Linked DNA regions of Mus musculus: regions 2 and 3 are each linked to region 1. A link is a contact called in public Hi-C and HiChIP or PLAC-seq data. All regions are on one chromosome and are shown on one strand. Each heading gives the region's core, a stretch centred on a gene start, on an enhancer-like site or on the middle of the called end of the contact. The rest is flanking DNA. Distances are from core to core; before and after follow the strand shown.

Region 1 (3,818 bases), core at 376-2,875:
TTGGGAAATCTGTTTTCTAGAAGACCCCCCACCCTGACCTCTGTGTCAAGGACCAGTGGCTGCCTTGCTGTGTGGATCAGGGAGGGGCGGTGCTCTCTACAGTGAGGTCAAACAGCTCTTCCTTTCTGTCTAAAGTTCTGCTGCTGAGTGACCCAGGCTTGTCTCTTTCAACAGCTCTTGAAAGGCCAGTGGGAGAGTCTATCTGGATGTGCAAGGCTTCTGGTAGCCACCCTCCTTGTTTGTTTTTTTCCTTTCTGTCTTTTTGAGACAGGGTCTCTCTATGTAGCCCTGGCTGTCTTGGAATTCGCTGTGTAGACCAGGCTGGCCTTGAACTTACAGAGATCTGCCTGCCTTCGGAGTGCTGGGATCAAAGCAACGTGCCCCCCATGCCCTTGTTTGTTTCTGTAGGACTGTGGCAATGAGGCACCAGAACCTCATTAGTTAGAACGGGAGTCTGTGTGTTGCCTTACAGCCCTGAACGTCATCAGTCAGGATCAGGGCTGGGCTTTCCAGCCTTCTGGAGGCTTCGATGAGTTTTCATCTCTGACCTCTTCCAGTTCTGAAAGGACCCGTGCTGTCCCCGCCATCCCCCCAGCCATCAGCACACTGCATCTCCCAGTCTGTCTCTGTTCCAGGCTTCTCTTCCTGCCTGGAGACCCCATGGGGTTGCTTGTACTACCCAAGCTAACTTCAGTATACATTCATTTTTTTCATCACAGAAGGGGAAGCACCATGCAACCATAAAAGATGTAGGAGAAAGAGGTCCAGGGAGTTACAGCGAGAATCCCCAGGCAGGAATGATGGCAGATGCCTGTAATCCCACTCAGCAATTGGACCAATGAGGCAGGAGAAGGCCTGTGAGTCTGAGGCTAGCCTGGGCTACGTATCAAGATTGTTCTCCAAAGACCAAAATAGGGAAAATAACTGCAAATAAATGATTGATTAAAGCTGCAGATTGCTGGCCCAGTTGCTCCTGAACTCACTGAGGATTAGCCAGCTGTTCTCTGAGCAGTTTGCTCTCTGCCTGATGCCCTGAGGAGCCAGGAGACAAGCAGGTGACACGCCTGCCCTTTACAGAAGTGATGGCAGCTAAACCTTTGGCGCAGATGTGCCAAACTGTGACAATGCCTCGAAGAAAGGAGCTGTCAAGGGAGGCCAATGTGTTGGGGAAGTGCGTGGGATCCGTGGGTTCCAAGAGTGTCAGGGGCAGGGAGCGTGTCTACATAGGCTCTTAGCCCTGGCTCCTCATCTGCCAAGCTTGCAGAGTCCAGTGCTAGTGTTCTGAGCACCCCTCCCCCCGTCCCCGCCCCCCAACCCAGGTCTTTGCTTTTTATCTCAGCCAAAGAAGATTAAACTGGACCTGCCTCCCGAACGAAGTCTCGTCAGACAGCCATAGTACAGATGACCACTAGAGGGCGCCATGTACATAGCGTTCCTGCTCTCAGCCCAGTTTGGGGGCGGGGGGAGTGGTTCTCCCCGTGGCAGGTGTACAGTAGAGCTCTTTTGTTGTTGTTGTTAATGGCTTAATGATTTAATCTTCTTATTTTCTCAGCAGAACCGCTTTGGACTTCTGGGTATGTGGGAACATTACCGATCAGATTAATTACCGCTGGTTCCACAGCTGGGAAGCGGGCCTCGCCGGCTCCGCTGAGGAGTGACTCTCCTGCTGCCATTTCTGCTCTCATTCCTGTTCTACACAGTGCATTTCTCTATCTGTATTGAGCTTGACCAGGCTTGTTCTGCCGCTTCGAGCGACCAGCAGATTTCATTCCCAGTCTGCCTTGGTGAGCAAGCAACCTGTATAGCTTTCTCAGAGGGATGGCACGATGTGTGTTCACCACCGGCAGGGAAATCTGCATTTTGCTCTTTTGCTGTTTATTTGTTTGTTTGTATTTGGGGTGTTGCACGCTCTTCTCTCTCCGAATTCTTCTGCACCTCCCCCCAACCATGATTAAAATCACTTGTCGAAAGGCAGTGGAATTGATTGAAAGGAAGTGGGATCAAAAGCAACCCTTCCTAAGTTGGGGACTCCAAGGCTTGCGGCAAAAGGCCTGCTGTGTGGCCTGGGGTTAAGAGTCATTGATCATCAGCACCTGAGCTGAGGGTCTGAGCCAAGAGAACAGATGATGATCAGGGGAGCCCTTCTGTGCGGGGCTGGGGTGTAGGGTGCAGCTTCAAAAGCAGGGAATCAAGTCATAGGGCTGAAGTCCTCTAGACTAGCCAGTATGCTGTGTGACTCTGCAGTGGTGACACTGGCTGGACATGGTGTCACATACTGTAGTCCCAGCACTTTGGGAGGCCCGAGGCAGGAGGATTGAGAGTTCCAGGACAGCCTGAGCCACCGGGCTGGCTAGTTTTATGACAACTTGACACAAGCTATAGTCATCTGGGAGGAGGGAACCTCAATTGGAAAAAGGTCTCCATAAGGTTGGGCTGTGGGCAAGCCTATTAGAGCATTTTCTTAATTAGTGATTGATGGGGGAGGGCAGTGATTAGTGATTGTGGGCAGGGCCATCCCCAGGCTGGTGGTCCTGGGTTCTATAAGAAAGCAGGTTGAGCAAGGCAGGGGAAGCAAGCCAGTAAGCAGCACCTCTCCATGGCCTCTGCATCAGCTCCTGCCTCCAGGTTCCTGTCCTGCCTGAGTTCCTGTCCTGACTTCCTTCAGTGAGGGACTATGATCTGGAGGCATAAACCAAACCAGCCCTTTCGCCATAGCAATAGTAACCTTAACTAAGACAGTGTCCAAAAGGAAGGACTAGGGACGTAATTCAATGGCAGAGCATTTGCCTAGTGTGTGTGAGTCCCTGGGTTTGACCCTAGCGGCAACCTGGGGTACCTGAAGTTGAGGTTCCAGCAGTCTCTGACCTTCCCCAGTGGCCTGTGCTGTTTGCTGGCCCTCACTGCTCCATAGCTGTGGTCCACACTTCCTTTCCCCCTGGACTGGGCCTGCATTTTCAGCTTTACCACAGCCCTTTGAGCTTAGATGGCCCTGAGCCTCCCATAGGCACTGTGCTGGTTTGAGTCTGACACCTGCTCTTTGCAGGGACTTTGGAGGGCCTGTGCCTCTGCAGCGTCGTCTGCAGCCAGGGATGAGCCATGCTTCATCCTGCTTATTCCCGTAGCCTTGGTGTGCATGTGCGGAGATCTTACAACCCACACCTCAGGAGCCTGGGCAGAGATTCCAGGAGCTTCCGAATTGGTTGAGCCTCGTCTTTAGGGTGGGTGTTTGACATCTGGGTCCTTTGAGAATTGGTGACGTTGGTACCTGCTCTCCGAATCCCCTGAGCATTGTTTGGTGAGGTCCTCTGCCCTTGGCACTGGCTTCCAAGCTGAGCCTTCCAGAACATGGATTTGACTCAGTTCTCTTCAGGTGAGCTCAGGTGAAGTGAGTAAGTGCCCAAATGTGGCCCAGCTATGTGATGGGGTGAGGAGTAGGGGCAGAGAGACTTAAATCTTATCCTTAGCCACTCTCCATGTAGCGGAAAGTTGTTACAACGGCCCTGTGATCCTGCCTACCTACTATTATCTGTCCCCTGTGGTAAGAGATGCGGTGTCCACAGCTGTTCCGTGAGGCTTTCCTCCCTGTTTCTCTGTCTGGATTGTAGGGACCTTCAGAACTGGAAGATGACTTCCGGGCATGCATAGGCAGATGGGAAATTCTGGATGCAGTTCCAACAGTAACTGTGGGACGTGGTGCCAGGGAGGATGCCCAGGCTGAGTAAAGGCACCGTGGTCTGAGCTCTTAGGGGAGGCAGTGTCTGCCAGAGGGGGCAGAACAAGAGGTGCTAGAAAAGTCAGTTGGCTGGGGACACTGTGGC
Region 2 (4,154 bases), core at 573-3,072, 64 kb after region 1:
GCCAGCCCCTGGGTGACATCGTCCATCCATACTTCGTGGCATGGTAGCAAGATGGTCTCTACAGTCTGCTTGTGCCATGTGCCCTGGAGCTGGTCTGTGGGCAGCATGGTTCTGCAGGTCTCTGTCTTCTCCCTCACACACTGGGCTCCACGGTGGTAGGCAGGCTCTGGGTGTCTATGGCCCACCCATGCTGTGGGGCAGAAGTCATGTCGGGGTGGAATGGTGGAATGCAGGTCTCTGTCTTCCTTCTCCCATGCTGTGCTGCCTGGATTTGGTTTGATTTGATTCGATTTGATTTGATTTGATTTGATTTATATGTCCTAGGCATAAAACAGCTGTGGTCACCAAGCCAGGTATCAAGCTAGGGTGCACTAAGGACTGCCATCTGCTCTGCCCCTGACTGATATAAGAACAGCACCAACAACAAGGTGTCTCTTTGCCCAATGCCAGGGGGATTTTCTTTTTCTTTTTTAAAGAGAGTGTCTCATGTACTCTTGAAGTCTAGGCCGGCCTTGAACTTCTGATCCTCCTGCCTCCAGCTTCTGAGAGCTGGATCACACATGTCCTCTCCCATGCCTAGTTTATGAGGTGCCGGGGATTGAACTCGGGGCTTCCTGCATGCTAGACAGACACTCTATCAATTGAGCTCTATTTCCAGCCTCCATCAGGCATTTTGTCATAGGACCAACACAGTCCTTTAAGCAATAACAGCCATCAAAATATGCTCATTGATCCCATTTTGTGCCTGGTGCTATTGTAGGCACTGACTTTTAGTAGTGAGTGGGAAAGATGGGTTCCAACCTGTAGAGCTCCTGGTTTGATGGTGAGACAGCTATCAGGCACCAGCCCATGTCATCAGCTGATCTAGCATGGCTGCACACCGGGTGTGATGGCGCACGCCTTTAATCCCAGCACTCGGGAGGCAGAGGCAGGCAGATTTCTGAGTTCGAGGCTAGCCTGGTCTACAAAGTGAGTTCCAGGACAGCCAGGGCTACACAGAGAAACCCTGTCTCGAAGAAAAGGAAAAAAAAGGATAGTTTTAGCATGGCTGCAAGCCCAAGACCATTGTAAAAGAAAAGGATGTTGTGGAAGACTTCCTATAGGAGGAGGTACCAAAGCTCATGCCAAGAAGGAGTTGTGAGCCATGTGAAGAGTTGAGCAGAGCTTACAAGACATGGGGACAGGCATTGTGACATCAAAGTAAAAGCCTGAGGCACTGGCAGAGAACAGGCAGGTGTTGTGCGGTTTATAGGGAGAGGATGGGAGGGCTGGGGAAGCTGGGGAAAGTAGCTTGTGGGTGCAGAGACTCGGGCTGAGACCTGGAGACTGGCTTTATTTAGGAGCCTTTGGCTGGGTGTAGTGGCTCCTGCCTGTAACTCAGATATGTAAGAGATGGAGGCAGGAGAATCAGGAGTTGAAGGACCACCTCAGCTTGGTGACTTTGAGGTCAGTCTGAGCTACATGAGACTGTCTTGAAGTTAGTCCATCAGCAAGTGAGAAAGCAAGCAAGCTTGGTTGGAGCAAGCAAGCTTGGTTGGAGGGCCGCTCAGAGGGAGGCAGAGGTGCAGGCTGGGCACCATGAGAAAAAGGCAGTGGAGAACACAGTTTGCTGTTGGGGTCCTATCCTTGCTGTTATGTTTCAGACAGTGATTGTCTGGATTGATGGAGAGGCGGGGGCAGGGAGGGAAGTATGAGAGACCCCGTGATGCCATGGAGTCTTGGAAGACTAGGGGCAGGGGTTCTGGCAGTCTTTCAGTGGATTTAGGGTACCTCGCTCATCAGCAACTTAGAGGAGGAAGCTGTCTGCAGCCACCGGGGTGGCAGAGGAAGTGAACAGAAGCCCTGCCTTCCACCTCCGGAACCTGTCTGCGTTGGGAACCTGGTCACCCTCTAAGCTAGTGGGCTCCATTTCCTGATTTGAAAAGAAGCAGCGGGTGAGTGCATCTAATCTTTGGCCTGTGGGGTCCCTGAGCTATTAGAATCTTCTACCTGTTCACATGTCCGGGTAGTGGACCTCAGAGAGGAAGGTGGAGAGGTTCCTTGAATAGAAACCCAGAGGCACATCTCAGCTGGGAGCTCACAGTCAGGGGGATCTGCCAAAGGGGAGCCCCACATCCAGCCACGTTGCTGAGGCCATTGCATCATTTTACTGAGGATCTGTGAGACCCGTCCCCACAGGAAAGCTCTGACTACCTCCCCCACAGCCAGATGAGCAGTTTTCAGACCAGAGCCACTCAGAGCTTTACCGCATGAGAGAAAGCCGAGTTCCCCACCATGAAGAAACTGCTGTTTGGGGCAGGGAAGGAACCCACCTGGGACCGGTCACCAGAGGCAGTTTCAGGTCTATGTGTACTTGGCTGGACACAGGGTCTAGCTTCTCCCTGTAGAGTTGCATCAGAGTCAAAGAGAGAGCGTGCTGGCCTATAGTCACCCAGTCTGAGTAGGAGGAGCTGGCTGGGGCCCAGGCTCCCCACCCCAGCCCAACTCTCTTTTCTCTTGCTCAGTTTGTGGGGTTTGGAACTCATTCCCAGGGGGCTCTGGCCTTTTGCTCCTGGCTTCAGGGTAGGACTCAGTTTCCCAAGGTTCCCAGGCTGTAGCCAGTTTGAGGATGGTGGCTCTCAGCACCGCCCCCCCCCCCCCCCCAGTGCCTCTTCTTCAGCACAACTCTCAGGTTCCTTGTTGTGAATTTCCTTCCAGTTTGACCCCAGACCTCCAGTATCCCAGTGAGCCTGGGAATCCCAGGCTCGTGCAGAGGCTGAACGAGGGACATAAGGGAAGAGTCAAAGGTGGCCATGCGGCAAATGAAACTTCCAGAGGGGAAGTGTGGGCGGAAGAACCAGAAGTAGGTTAGGGAACCAGAAGGGGGCCATTAGCTTCTGAATCTGATCCTTGCTGGGTACGGGCAGGCCTGACAGTGCTCATCACGAAGCTGGCTGTGGGGGATGGGAAGGTGGGGTGGGATGGGACTGCTGGTCTCAGTCTCAGGCCTGACACTGCGCATTGCATTGTGAGGCTGGGGCGGGGGCGGGGAAGACACGACACACTGCTGGTCTCAGGCCCATCACGAGGACGAGGAGGGACTGCTGGTCTTTCACAAGGAGCACGAGCTCTGGGCTTCGTGAGCAAAAGCCCTGACAGACCACACCCCAAGTCTGGGGGTGCGGAGCCAATTGGCGAAAGACTCATTCAAAACTGGAGGCTGGATGGGCCAGCCTCCCTCTGTGAGGCAAGCTAACATGGATTGGGGAACACGTCTGGGTGGCTTTGGCCTTCAGCCTGGTCCACCCCATCTACATCTGGGAGAGTCTGGTCTGTTTTTTACCTGTCTTGGATTCAGGGACCCTGAAGGGATGGATGGACGGCCACTTCACCCCACTGGTGGGTGCTTACCCTCATACAGATTAACCCAGAGCTCCCTTCCCACACTTGTCTGATGCTCTGTGGAAACTGGGGTGCTGACCTGGATGTAGAGAGAGGGTTGAGGTTCCTGGCCAGGCTTCCATGTGCCTGGCTGGCAGGGAACTTGCTTGCTTCCCAAGCTTTTGCCCAGGCTGTGCCCTCAGCCTGTGCGTTTTTAACCTTCCTTGTCGTGAGAAAATATCTTGACAAAAGGAACTTAAGAAAGGGAGGTTTTCTTTAGCTTCCACTTTGAAAGCACAGCCCCTTCAGAGGGAGCAGGAGGCCACTGGCCAAGCTGCATCGGAAAGAGGAGAGACAAATGAGGTTTCTCAGTTTGTTCTCTTCAGTTTCATTCAGCCCAAGATCAGCCCATGGGACAGCACTTTCCTTCTTACACTGAGGGAATCTAGGCATGCCCAGAGCTTTGCCTATCAGGTGAGTCTAGATCCTGCCAAGGCAAAAATCAGGATAAATCACCACAGCCAGCCTGGTAACTTGTCTGCCCCTGCAAGGTTTGGTTGACTTCAGGTGTCTCACACCAGGCTTCATTCCTCACACTTGGCCCTCAGTGTCTTGCCCACTCAGTGTCGGACTCCCGTCCTCCATCCATCTCTCCCAGTCTGAATGAAAGAATGAACACATGGTGAGCCTTGGCCTTAGAGACAGTAATGCACTCTCCTGTCTCTTCCAGGGAAGGCAAGGAAGAAGATGGAGTTAGAGTTCCTCTATGACCTGTTGCAGCTCCCAAAGGAGGT
Region 3 (4,225 bases), core at 905-3,404, 130 kb after region 1:
TAATCTCAGAAGTTCACGGAAGGGGGTTCTGGGCACAGGTGGTACTTCCTCTTTCGTTACCACGCCGCTGCCCCAGCTCTCCCCGGTGTCTTGGTTGAAGCTGCTCTTGGAGGCTGCACCAGGTGCTCTGGGTCTAGCCTCCTCCATCCTGAGGCACAGCAAAAGGGTTTTCTGGAGAGAGTGGAAGAAAGAAGTACCAAGCGTTAGAGTGAGGAAAAAGCCAAGAACGTATGACATTTGTACTTTGGGCACAAGGAAGTCTGTGACACTGCGGTTGTGTGGGATACTCGAGCTCCTGGCCCATGCAGTAACATATGGAGTATCAGGACTTGTATACAGAAACCCAAATCCCAATTAACTGCGTGCAATCTATCTGGGAAATCCAACAGAGCCAGCAGGCTGCTTATTAAAGCAGGGATTGCAAAGATAAATACATTTCTCACTCTTTGAGCCATCCGATCAACTTATAAGGCCAGTGACATTCATCTCCCACAGCTTGACTATATATCTTGGCTTGAAACAGTTCCAGAGAACACCTGTCATTGAACATAATTTTTAAAATACCCTTTAGCCTTCCAAAGTACTCTGATTTGAGTGAAAATATATCTTTGTGTAATGAGCTAACAATTGTTCAAAATGAATACAGATGCCATTCATATGAATTAAAAAAAAATCCCACTGCACCTCTTGGACCCACACTTTTGGACAGGTCTCCATGGCTTTGGGCCAGATCAAGTCATGGAAAAGAACCCAAGGCTTCCCTGGATAAGAGATGAGCCAGAAGACCAGTGTGTAAGAGCGAGGATGTAAGAGAGGCCTGAAGACTGAGGACTGCGGCCGTGACTGGCTGAGCCAGGCTGCAGGCAGGACAACAGGGGGCACAGACAAACTCATCTATGCCTGCATCACACATCACCATGCTAAGGACAACTACCCAAAGCCAGTGAGCTGGCTCAATGATAAGGGTGTTTGTTCCCATGCCTAATAACCCTCACAGTGAAAGGAAGACTCAACTCTCAAAAGTTATTCTCTGACTCTTACACATGACTGCAGTACACACACACACACACACACTCAGAAAGAGAGACAGAGAGAGAGAGACCCACAAAATAATGAAATGAATGTAATTTTAAAACAACCCAAACAATAGCAACAACAACAAAAAAAACCAGCTACCCGATTGCAGATCCCTGTTTTCCCAGAAACCTTTGCAGGTGAGGGTAACCACACGATGGGGTGACTGGAACAGGGAAGTCAAAGTCTACCCAGTTACAAGAGGGCCAAAGTGATTAACTGTTTCCTTGTCCTGTACTTCCAGGGCCTAGAATGGCAACCAGTATACGTAAGACCCAATAAATATCTGTTAAATGCATGAATAAAGCAAGCGATATAGAAGCCGGGCAAGGGGATCATCTTTCAAGCATGAGGTCAGCAGAAAGATTTGCTTGATATGTTTTTAAATCGCTGTCCCCATGAACCCTTGGATAAATCCCTAGCAGACAGGCACAGGCGTGAGAGGGCACACAGGAGGCTCTCACTCTAGGAGCATGTTTGAAAAAGCCCAGGGGTTCTGACAAGAACACAAGAGAACTAGAATGAAAACAGGGAAGTGGTATAAATAACAGATCGTAGGAGGGGCGAGGTGAGGAGGAGGCGGTTTAGATAAACGAGATCTGACTCATTTAGAGTTGGGGGTCTGAAGGATTCTTCAGAAGAATAAGTCAAATCAGAAGTATGAAGGTGCTGAGGACAAAAGTTTGGGAGATAACAGGAGAGGAAGACTAAGTCAGCCAGTACTGACATTGTTCATTGTGGGGAGAAAAGAAACACCATATCAAGAAATAAATGATTAAGCCCATCACATCCCATTATAATTATGGAGGTAACCATGGCACCCAAACACAGCTTTCCGAGTGATCAGAAGACATTTACACGGAAAATAAAACAAAGAAAACCCAGGCCATATGGGGGAAATTGACAGCCCCCACCAAAGCTATAAACGCAAAAATGTATCATAAACCAGGACGACAGAAATGGGACTGAGTGTGTTTGCTGCAGCAGTAGACATTAATGAGCCGTACGAGCTAGCTAAAAAAGAAAAAGACGCTTAGTGGGGATTGCAGAGACATTTCACTTCAGGCCAAGTGACTCAGAAAGGCCCACACTTCAAGCCACTGGAGCCCACGCTTCAGAATGGTCAGGTGGTTAAGTTCTGCTCAGTGTACTCTACCCCATTTCAGAAGATACACAGTTGCAAACCAGGAGGAGCTGAAGGTCATGGTTGGAACAGCAGACAAAGGTGAAGTTGGGTTTAACTGGGCAGAGCCCTGTTGGATGCTTTCACACACACACACACACACACACACACACACACACACACACACACACACACACACAGAACCCTGACACAAGTGTATAAGTGTTGTTGAAGAAGTGTATACATTTCAAAAACCAGAATTAAAACATTATCTGGTCACAATGCCACCAAATTTGAATAAACAACACAAGTCAGGTCTAAGAGGTGTTAGCGGCTCACACTTATAATCTTAGCTTTCAAAACACACTTTGAGGCCAGCCTGGGCTACACAGCAAGACTCACACAAAGAAACAAACAGACAAGCAACTGGGGTTTAGCTGGTGCAGTGCTTGCCATACAAGCATAAGAACCTGAGTTCAGAGCCCCAGCATCCAAGTAAAAAATACTAGGTGCCACGGCACGATCTTGTAGTCCCAGAACTGAGGAGACAGGAAGGAGGACCCCTCGACTTGCTGCCCATCCAGTCTAGCCAAATGGGTGAGCTCCAGGTTCAGTGAGAGACCCTGTCTCAAAGAGTAAGGTGGAAAGCGATTAGGGAAGACACGTGGTGTTATCCCATAGCCTCCACGTGCATGTGCACACACATGCACACATATAGAGGTGAGAACACACTCCAGAGAAAAACAACAAAACAAAATAAAGTCTACTGCCACAAATGTTATAAACTCTTTAAAATAATTCCTGAGTCAAAAAGTGTGAGAGGGGCTGGAGAATGGGCTCAGCAGTTAAGAGCACTGGCTGTTCTTCCAGAGGTCCTGAGTTCAATTCCCAGCACCCACATGGTGGTTCACAACCATATGTAATGGGATCCAATGCCCTTTTCTAGTGTATCTGAAGACAACTACAGTGTACTCATACATAAAATAAATAAATAAATCTTTTTTAAAAAAATGAGCAAGAGAGTGAAGAATAGAAACTGCAAAACACCAGGCAAGGAAAGCGGGAGTTTCAAAAGTGGTCAAAAGTGAAAATAACATCTCCAAATCTGAGTGGTGCAGCCAAAGCTGCACTGAGAGGTGGTTTCATAGCCTTAGATAAACCCTTCAGAAACACGAAAACACAAGTGGATCACTACACTCAAACAGACAGGACAAAAAGCAAACAAAACCAACAAAACCGAGGAAGTCACAGGAAGCTAGAAAGAGATTTAAAAAACATCAGCCCAAAGATGAAGCTCATAAGCAAATCTAGCTGCTGGTTCTTTGGAGAGCAATGAGCCATGTGAACGGCTAGGGATTCCAACACAGCAGAAGTTGGGAGAGACAAAAGGGAACATGGTAGCTGGCAAAGGAGGACCGCATGCTTTCTGTCCAACTCCAATCTCCAACTAGACTGACGCTCCAGAGACTCCCACGCTGCCAAATCTGTGATCATCAATTACCAACTCCGGCACTGGCCTAGTGGTGTCACCTCAGTGATGCCGCCTGCTTTAGGATGCTCCTGACCTTTCTCCTGATTCTTCCTGGTTTCCGAGGATGCTGCTGCCCAGGTCCCTGATGGCAACCTTCCCAGACATCTTCGTCTCAGACTGTATTTCCAGTCACCTTCAGCCTCAGTGTTTTCTAAGGACTTCAAACATAACCTACATGGTACTGTTCTATTTTGTTTTCTGATGCTGTAATAGACACCATGACCAAGACTGACTTGGAGGGGAAAGAGTTTACCCTAGCTTATGGGTTGTAGTTCCTCACGGAGTGAAGCCAAGGCAGGAACTCAAGGCAGGAGCTTGAGGCAGAAACAATGCTGCTTAGTGGTTGCTCCAGTCTCAACTCCAGCTACCCTCCTTACTCAGCCTATGGCCCCTTGCCTAGGGAAGCTATCGCCCACAGTGGGCTGGGCCCTCCTACACCAATATATAACCAAGAAAATGCTTCACAGACATGGCCACAAGTCAATCCAGTGGAGACA

The links. Hi-C and Micro-C count contacts between places; a contact is called where the count stands out from the background. HiChIP or PLAC-seq counts read pairs in DNA pulled down with a chosen protein or histone mark.
Region 2: an H3K4me3 HiChIP or PLAC-seq map of bone marrow-derived macrophages shows a contact between it and region 1, with 2.4 times the contacts expected there. The contact joins the promoter of Parvg here to the enhancer-like site in region 1. A contact is called at or near these places in 1 of 39 promoter capture datasets (macrophages), 2 of 484 Hi-C or Micro-C datasets (DN3 thymocytes and brown adipocytes), 1 of 115 datasets of contacts at active chromatin or transcription factors (bone marrow-derived macrophages) and 3 of 9 other capture datasets (adipose tissue, liver and pancreatic islet).
Region 3: a contact with region 1 is called in a Hi-C map of cortical neurons, with 2.3 times the contacts expected there. The contact joins two enhancer-like sites. A contact is called at or near these places in 3 of 484 Hi-C or Micro-C datasets (the N1E-115 cell line, cerebellar granule neurons and cortical neurons), 1 of 115 datasets of contacts at active chromatin or transcription factors (large pre-B cells) and 3 of 9 other capture datasets (adipose tissue, embryonic stem cells and liver).

Annotation. Positions count from the first base shown.
Region 1 is chr15:84,259,091-84,262,908 of GRCm38.p6, forward strand. All of the region lies in intron 1 of Parvb (parvin, beta), which reads left to right. Among named protein-coding and RNA genes, the nearest start is that of Gm33723, 21 kb to the left of the region's middle. Within about 2 kb of position 1,626, at least 25 of the 459 cell types and tissues checked have an H3K27ac peak or open chromatin away from gene starts, as enhancers often do. A contact at or near this core is called in bone marrow-derived macrophages and cortical neurons, where this site is marked.
Region 2 is chr15:84,322,898-84,327,051 of GRCm38.p6, forward strand. It overlaps Parvg (parvin, gamma), which reads left to right and starts at 1,823. Exons shown (of 13, transcript NM_022321.4): 1 at 1,823-1,934; 2 at 4,091-4,154. The coding sequence starts at 4,108. It overlaps Gm22890 (a small nucleolar RNA gene), which reads right to left and starts at 455; the gene lies at 312-455.
Region 3 is chr15:84,384,222-84,388,446 of GRCm38.p6, forward strand. Shisal1 (shisa like 1) reads right to left here. Exons shown (of 5, transcript NM_001374162.1): 5 at 1-171. The coding sequence ends at 171. Among named protein-coding and RNA genes, the nearest start is that of Gm46527, 44 kb to the right of the region's middle. Within about 2 kb of position 2,155, at least 4 of the 459 cell types and tissues checked have an H3K27ac peak or open chromatin away from gene starts, as enhancers often do. A contact at or near this core is called in cortical neurons, where this site is marked.